Regions from separate parts of the Mus musculus genome. Here region 1 is linked to region 2. Evidence: chromatin contacts called from public HiChIP or PLAC-seq data. All regions are on one chromosome and are shown on one strand. Each heading gives the region's core, a stretch centred on a gene start, on an enhancer-like site or on the middle of the called end of the contact. The rest is flanking DNA. Distances are from core to core; before and after follow the strand shown. Region 1 has its middle 25 kb from the start of Rreb1. Region 2 overlaps Ly86 (lymphocyte antigen 86).

Region 1 (3,903 bases), core at 1,053-3,552, 450 kb before region 2:
AATATATTGAAGTATTGAGTATTCAAATGTACCTATGAGATTATTAGAACATGGTCCTTCTGAGCCTACAATTCCATCCTGGCACATGGAAGGCTGAAGCAAAAGGACAGGAATTAGTTTTAAAGCATGTCCGGGCTACAAAGTAGGGTACTGTCTCTTTAAAACAAAAGAAACATGCACACCCAGTGAGGTTAGGGCTAGCTCAGTTAAGAGGGCTGGTTGCTCTTGCATAGGACTTGAGTTTGGTTGCCAGCATCCATGCTGGGTGGCTGACAACTACTGTAGCTTCAGCTCGGGGGTATCTGACACTCTCTCAGGCACCTGCACTTACGTGCATATATACACACATCTACGGAATAATAAAATAAACCTTACACACTCACAGCACAAGTCCAAAATTATTTTTCTATAAAGAGTATCTTCCAGGTACCTATGACCTCTCTGGTATAGAGATATCTTTTTTCTTTATACCAGAGACAGTTTTAAAAATATATATAATTTTAAAAAACCTCAATGGCATCCTGGAGCTGGGTTGATGTCTCAACAGTTAAGAGCATGTGTGTGTTCTTACAGAGGACCCAGGTTCTCATATATGTGCGGTCACATATATAACAGCTCACAAGGTCTGATGCCCTCTTCTGACATCCACATGTGATGCATAGACGAACTTTCAAGCAACACACTCATACACATAAAATAAATCTTTTCTAACATACCATTCTAGCTATGAACACAAAAGACAATTCACATTAAGACCATAATTAAGACTGGGATGGAGAGATGGCTCAGTGGTTAAGAGCACTGACTGCTCTTCCAGAGGTCCTGAGTTCAATTCCCAGCAACTACATGGTGGCTCACAACTGTCTGTAATGGGATCCGATGCCCTCTTCAAGTGCATCTGTGACAGTGTACTCATATACATAGAATAAATAAAGAAGGAAAGGAAGGAGAGGGAGGGAGGAAGGGAGGGAAGGAGAGAGGGAGGGAGAGAGGGGGGGGAGAGAGAGAGAGATATCAGCTCCTCTTAGCCTTAAAAAAAAAAACACAACTATAATTAAGACTATAAACAAAGCCAGGTGTTAGTGTCAGCTGACTCACATGCACTGTGTCACTTGGGTATGTGGAGGTGGCCCTGGCTGTCTGGATTTGTAGATCAAGTTGGCCTCAAATTCAGAGCTCCACCTGCCTCTGCATTCTGAGTGCTGGGATTAAAGGCCTGTTTGAGAGCTACACAGAGAAACCCTGTCTCCAACAAACAAACAGTAAAAATATTGCTAGCATACTACACAAATCAAGGTTAGGGAGTTACTGCCGGGATTTCTTAACACTTGCGTGGCTTTTGAAAACTATAAATCACCACCATATATACTATTCACCACACTAGCTCTCACTCAGTCTGTACTGGAGAGTGCCAAGTGAGTTATCTCCCCAAAAGTGAGTCAACCCCATGTTAACCAGGCTGCTGTGGTCTCCATAGTGGCATCAGGTCATCTGGATTTTCTAAGCAGCATCTAATACTGATGAATTACTACTAATAATTAGCAATTACCTAGAAACAAATGTAGAGTGCACCACGTGCTTGCAAAAGGAAGCCAGGAGAGGGCGTCAGATCTCCTGGGGCTGGAGGTGCAGCCAGTTCTGAGCTGCCATGTAGGTGCTGGGAACAGAATCTGAGTCCTCGGCAGAGTAGCCAGTGTTCTTGACTGCTGAGTCATCTCCTCAGACATCTGTTTGGACTTTGTTTATTTTTGAGACAGGGTCTCCCTAAGTACATCAGTCTGGCTTTGAACTCACAGAGCCCCATCTGACTCCAGAATGTTAACCACTTTTTAAATATGAACTTACTGATGCTTTTGAAGAAACTTTTAACTTATTAGCTTGCACTACTTGGAGAAACACCATTATGTAAGTTAAAAGGATGAGATTACAAAAGAAAGAAAGAAAGAAAGAAAGAAAGAAAGAAAGAAAGAAAGAAAGAAAGAAAGAAAGAAAAAGATAGCTTTGTTCTACTGCATTAAGAACTCCTCAGTGAGGTTTGATAGAAGCAGTGTCTTATCAGCCTTGGAAAGGAGAGGATGGGACAATTAACTGTCACACAGTCAGATACAGATCCGCTCTGATGAGGCCAATGAAAGAAAGCAAAACAGAAGTCCCAACTTGGCAACCATCTTTTCCCTCAAGTTATTTACATGAGTCCTGAGGGAAAAAACACTCCGGGGAGTAGGAGTGTAAGCGGGGTGGGGCAGGGGGCACGGATCTCTTATCTGAGCCACAAACGCTCTGATGGGCACTCCAAGCTCATATACAGTATTCGAGGTGTGGGACAAAGGGACTGCACTTGTTTCTCACTGTCACCTCGACTCGGCCAACCCTGCTCTGTCAGGTTCTGAAGGCTGCCATCAGTCCCACAGAAGCTACATGTCCTGCCTTGACCATCTAATATGATACGTGGTAAATAATCTGGACAGCTCAGCAAGGCTGAGAGGAAACAGAAGGAAAACCTCTCTGTAGCCACCGAGAACGGCTACATGTTCCAGGGTATGTCACCCTAACGACATAAAAGGATGCTCTCTGAACAGTGGGAGATCAGGACCCATAAAACAAAACGTATGTGACACTAAAGACACTAACAAAAACAGACTTTTATTCTAAAACAGATGCACTCAGAGGATTCTGTTTTTCCTCCCATGACAGTAAAATTCTTTTAACTTTCAGAGTGCCAGGCAAACAAGAATCAGAAACATTGCAAACAGTGTAACTATGAAAAGCAAGAGCCTCTTTTTTTTTTCTCCCCCTCCCCAAAGACAGCAGGCCACAAGACACCAGAAATAGCCCGTGTGAGTCTGCTTCTCTGAGCAAGAAAGGAACTGTGCATTAGGAGTGCTTCCCTTGTGATGTTATAGGGAGCTCAAGCGTGACTATATATGGTATGTTTATGGGATGAATGAATGCAAACACCATGGACAACTTATATCAAACACAAACTGGCCTGCGATGAAACCAGGTCTCCTGCATCCTAGGCCCCAGGACACCCCAGAAGTCAGAGCTCACTAAAGATGCTTCAAACAATGTCTTCTGACTTAGTGGCATTTGGGTAGCTCATTGCTCTCCGAGTCTGTGTGAATGCACACACTCCTTCTTCATTCCAGCCTCCACATTCTCCCTCCCTCCCTCCCTCCCTCCCTCCCTCCCAAGCTGTCCACTCCACAGTCCCACAGAGGCATAAATGCATACTCAAGAATGCTGCTGCTGAATAGGGCCTATGTTACATGACAGAGGGCACCATCGACTGCTTGAGAAACAGCTGGCCAGGCTGCCTGCCTGTCGCAGACAAGCTCCTCATCCGCACAAAGTATTTTATTCACATCAAGTGTTCTGACTAGGAGAGGGGAAGCCAGGCAGTGAGTTGGGGGTGCAGGGGGAGAGAGGGGGATGTAGGCGATAGTCCAAAGACGTTTTCAAGTCCTGAAAATGGTTAAGGGAAGGAGAGGGAAGAGGAGGAGGAGGAGGAGGGAGGAAGAAGAAGAGAAGGGGAGGAGGCAGGCTTCATCACTGACTTTAACAGTCTTGCCCAACCTGTTTTGTGGTATGTTCTGTTAACTCCTTTCTGGCAAATGGATGCAAACAGCAACCCCTTTCTTCCTTCTTCCTCTCCTCACAGCTATGTGGGCAGTTAAAGGCAGGCTTACAGAGAAAATACCACAGAGAAGAGCTAACCCCATTCCTCACGGGAATTCTGATCATATTGCTGAGACCTTCACTATCAGCTATGGGAGCCTTCATCCCATCACCTCCCAGGTCTCCTCCTTGGCCTCTACATGAGCATATCAAGCTTAAACTGCCCTGTTTCACTTGTCTTGCAGTCGGACAAAACACTGGGTTGTTTTTCTTTATCTTTCCAGT
Region 2 (4,360 bases), core at 779-3,278:
ATATCAGCAGGTGCCTCTGCATTCCGATTCATGCCTACAACATACATATGGTACTTTGCTTATATTTACCCACTAGCTCCCTCCCTTCTCTGCTGCCCTCTTGATGATCCCCTTCCACCTCCAAACTATCCTCTTTATGTTGTTTTCTCTGTGTGCTTGGTTCCTGTGGGTATGCATACTGTATATCCATTTTATTGCTCTTTTGTGGCCCAGGGCAAATGGCTTGAGCCAAGATGTATTGGTACTTGCTACACCAGTTTGACTCCTGGCAGGTTGCATGCACACACCCATCCAGGAGCTCTTTGTATACTCAAAATGAAGGGGACACACACACACACACTCACTCACACACACACACACACACACACACACACACACACACACACACACACACACACACCAGTTAATTTTTTGATATACTGTGACTACCTCAAAGGTTGGGAACTCTTAAACCTTCCCCTGCTAGCAAATGCTCTCCTCCAATGCTCCTGAGACTTCTAAAGCTTCCCTTGCTAACCCAGGCCCAATCTGGGAAGTGGCCAGTGGTCACTTTCCCAAATTCTTACATGGCTGGTTGACTTTCTCTTCTGCAGCTCTTACATTCCATCCTTCTCTCCCAAGTCATGGCGATCCTCTCTCTTCCCTTTTCCCAGTCCCTAGCCTGTGCAAATCTAAAGGTCCTGCTTCAGTCTGCCTGGCCAGCCATTGGCTGTTGGCTCTTTATTGACTGATCAAAAACCAATTGGGGACAAGAACCTTCAGTGTTTGGACATACAAATTCCTGATTTTGGGGGCTGGATGAATTCAAAACATTGGAACCAATCCCCAACACTAAGATGCAGAGGTAGATGGGTGTCAGGCCCAGATCTCTTTGTCACTAGCAAAGTGACAGTGGGCAATCTTGGCACTCAGATTCTAGACTCACAAAATAGAAATAGAAATCTTCCAGCAGGGCTCAAGGAGGACTAGAGACCTTGGCTGTAGCCTCATCCAGCAGTGTGGTCCTCCGGAGGGATAATGGCAGTTGTCACTAGTTGATTGTTAGCCAGCTCACAGGAGGCTCACTTGCTGGATTCTGACAGCTGCGATGACACCCAGTTTTGGAAAGTCTTGTGCAGCAGCATCTGTTTTTCTTTTTCACATTTTCAGTTTCAAACATGGATGGATCTAGCTGTTCGAAGAACACTGTTTGGATGGTGCCTGTTCTTCTCTGATGCTCACTTAACGCCCCAGGGCTTTGCCAGTTTGTGCTCTTCTTCACTCCTAACAGGTCCTTCTTTGGGAGAGCTTTTCATTAAATTGGTTTTTCTATGCTTCACGCTTTCGACTAGAGCTTTTTTGGGGTCCACGAAGCTCCTGAAAATAGCTGCGAGTAACTTGGGGAAGTGACTTTTTGTTGTTAGCTCGACAAAACAACACCTAAAATTAAACTCTCTTCCCTTCCCTTCTCAGGCCCTCTTCGTTTCTGAGATTCCTTTAATTAACATTCTCACCCTCTATACTATAAAAAGATTCCCAGGATACTCTCACCTATTTCTTCCTTTCCCTCATTGAAAAACTTCTAAAAATTGGCCTTTCCCCCTCTCTTTATTAAAGAGAGTAAACTGACTTTAGTTCAACTGAACTTAAGTTGATTGCCTTTTTGTTGGGTGAGGGATTGACATCATGTTTACTATGCAAGTGCTGGACCACGAAGCTCCACTCCTACTCCAGAAACTGACTTTTATGGTAGGAACACAAAGGCCCCATAGGATCTGGACGACATGGGCTTGGGGTGAAGGTTTGTGCTCTGTTCCCTCCTTTGACCTTGGGGTGAAGGTCTGTGCTCTGTTCCCTCCTTTGACCACCCCTGGTCTCCAGGGCCCACACTGATCCCAGCCTCTCTGCTCATAGTATCCCTGCTCATCTGTTCCTGGACTGCTTCTGTAGTTCTCTTCAGTAATGACAGAATGGGTGGGAGTAAGCCCTTATTGGGTGATTCTCATGACCTCAGTGAGAAACCAGTACACTGAAACGCTCTATTTCAAGGTCTTTAGTTCTGGCTGCACCGGTCCAGTCCTTGCTAGGTTCAGTTAATTATTCTGTACTGCTGGTGGGTAGGAGAGCCATGTTTACAGCAGATTCCACTGAGCTTAGCCAATTGCTCCATCCCTTTGTTCTCTGAAACCAATGCAGAGGCTGGAGCAAGCGAAAGTGCTTGGAAATGACGGTGCTCTTAGCATGGTGGTGCTCCCATGTGCCCTTCCCCCAGCCTTGAGTAGGCTAAACAGACCCACAGTGGTTTTAAGACCTGCTGCATTTGTAATTTCCTACAGGAGCTTTGAAGAGTAGACTGCCCATTGAGCTTGCTTTGCAACACAATCCAGCTGAACCAAATGGTGCTTTGTTTCCGTGGGCTTTCCCTATATAAACATATTGCTGAATAATTAAACTTGGAGCCTTGATCAGAAATTTTGTCTTGGCTTCATCCTTCTCTCACACACTGTCCTTTTATATTTCTAGATCCCCTTTTAGGTAGACCCAGTTCTGCATGGCCACTGGACAGTTTCACTCCCAGAGTGGTGAACTTGATTGACAGCCTTTGTATCCTTCCTCAGGCCTTCCTAGGCCCTCATTAGAATTCCACTTTCTTAATATTTAAGCATTGTTATAGTGTTTTAACACTGTTAGTGTAGGCTAACAATTATGATGCCAAACCTATTAGTTTATGCAGAAGAAGGGCTTTATTTAAAACGACTATTATGTTTATGTGCTATGCTGGCGATTGAACAGAGGGCTTTTCCACGTGAAGCAAGTGCTTGATCGCTGAGCTACAACTCTCAGCCCTTATTTATGTGTTCACTCAGACTTTTTCTCAGGGCTTGAAACCAGCACATTTATTTTATGGTTGACCACTGACATCCTCAAGGGGAACTGGATGTGCAACAGCTTCGGTCTTGGGTGTAGCTGTTGTTGCTGTGTGGACTCCAAGTCTGAATCTTCGATAGGCATCTCACCCCATCCTGGTCGTACTTCCTCTCTGCTTTGACTCTCCAGTTATACTTTCAGGTCGGTGCCAGCACTGGGTCACCTTGGGTGCAGAGTTGGCGGACACCCCCAAAGTTCCCTAGAGGACTTTCCACGCAATCTGAAGACCACTGGTGAGTGGAACACAACTTCTGTTTCAATCCAATCGTGCGGGACCTGAGACAGCATTAGGAAAGCAGGAAACCCGGCCTGACCAGGGTCACAAGTCCCTTCTGGTCGGCGCCAGCACTGGGTCACCTGGGCACAGAGTCGGCAGACACCCCCAAGGTCCCTAGAGGACAGCTTCTGAGACAGACCCAATTTTGGGTTCCAGACATCTGGGCACCTTCCCTGCCAGAGGAGAGGTGTCTGCCCTTCCCAGGAGGGCTTTGCCGGAGCACCTTGGGGAGACATCTTGTTTCCCGGATCCCTCTGAGACTAGTCTGTGCAGGTGAGAGTGTGGACTACAGAAGCTAACAGCTTCTGTGACAGGCCGAAGCAACACAGCTTCTGGAACAGGTCCTGTTTTGGGCCTCATCTTTGCTAGGAGGGAGTTCTGAACTCCAGATATCTGTGTACCTTCCCTGTAAGAGGAGAGCTTGCCTGCAGAGAGTGCTCTGAACACTGAAACTCAGAGGAGAGAGCTAGTCTCCCAGTTCTGCTGATAGAGGCTAACAGAATCACCAGAGGAATAATCTCTAACCAGAGACAACTATAACAAGTAACTCCAGAGAATTGCAGGAAAATACAACGAAACAGGTGATGGAATTGAATAAAACCATCCAAGACCTAAAAAGGGAAGTAGACACAAAAAAGAAAACTCAAAATGAGGCAACACTGGAGATAGAAACCCTAGGAAAGAAATCTGGAACCATAGATGCGAGCATCAGCAACAGAATACAAGAGATGGAAGAGAGAATCTCAGGTGCAGAAGATTCCATAGAGAACATCAGCACAACAATCAAAGAAAATGGAAAATGCAAAAAGATCCTAACTCAAAACATCCAGGAAATCCAGGACACAATGAGAAGACCAAACCTACGGATAATAGGAGTAGATGAGAATGAATATTTTCAACTTAAAGGGCCAGTAAATATCTTCAACAAAATTATAGGAGAAAACTTCCCAAACCTAAAGAAAGACATGCCCATGCACATACAAGAAGCCTACAGAACTCCAAATAGACTGGACCAGAAAAGAAATTCCTCCTGACACATAATAATCAGAACAACAAATGCACTAAATAAAGATAGACTATTAAAAGCAGTAAGGGAAAAGGGTCAAGGAACATATAAAGTCAGGCCTATCAGAATTACACCAGACTTTTCACCAGAGACTATGAAAGCCAGAAGAT

The links. HiChIP or PLAC-seq counts read pairs in DNA pulled down with a chosen protein or histone mark.
Region 1: an H3K27ac HiChIP or PLAC-seq map of microglia shows a contact between it and region 2, with 6 times the contacts expected there. The contact joins two enhancer-like sites. A contact is called at or near these places in 5 of 115 datasets of contacts at active chromatin or transcription factors (the 230-238 cell line, astrocytes, bone marrow-derived macrophages and 2 more) and 1 of 9 other capture datasets (embryonic stem cells).

The regions. Positions count from the first base shown.
Region 1 is chr13:37,862,045-37,865,947 of GRCm38.p6, reverse strand. It overlaps a transcript of Rreb1 not described here. Among named protein-coding and RNA genes, the nearest start is that of Rreb1, 25 kb to the left of the region's middle. Within about 2 kb of position 2,302, at least 52 of the 459 cell types and tissues checked have an H3K27ac peak or open chromatin away from gene starts, as enhancers often do. A contact at or near this core is called in microglia, where this site is marked.
Region 2 is chr13:37,408,804-37,413,163 of GRCm38.p6, reverse strand. All of the region lies in intron 3 of Ly86 (lymphocyte antigen 86), which reads right to left. Among named protein-coding and RNA genes, the nearest start is that of Gm4035, 24 kb to the left of the region's middle. Within about 2 kb of position 2,028, at least 3 of the 459 cell types and tissues checked have an H3K27ac peak or open chromatin away from gene starts, as enhancers often do. A contact at or near this core is called in microglia, where this site is marked.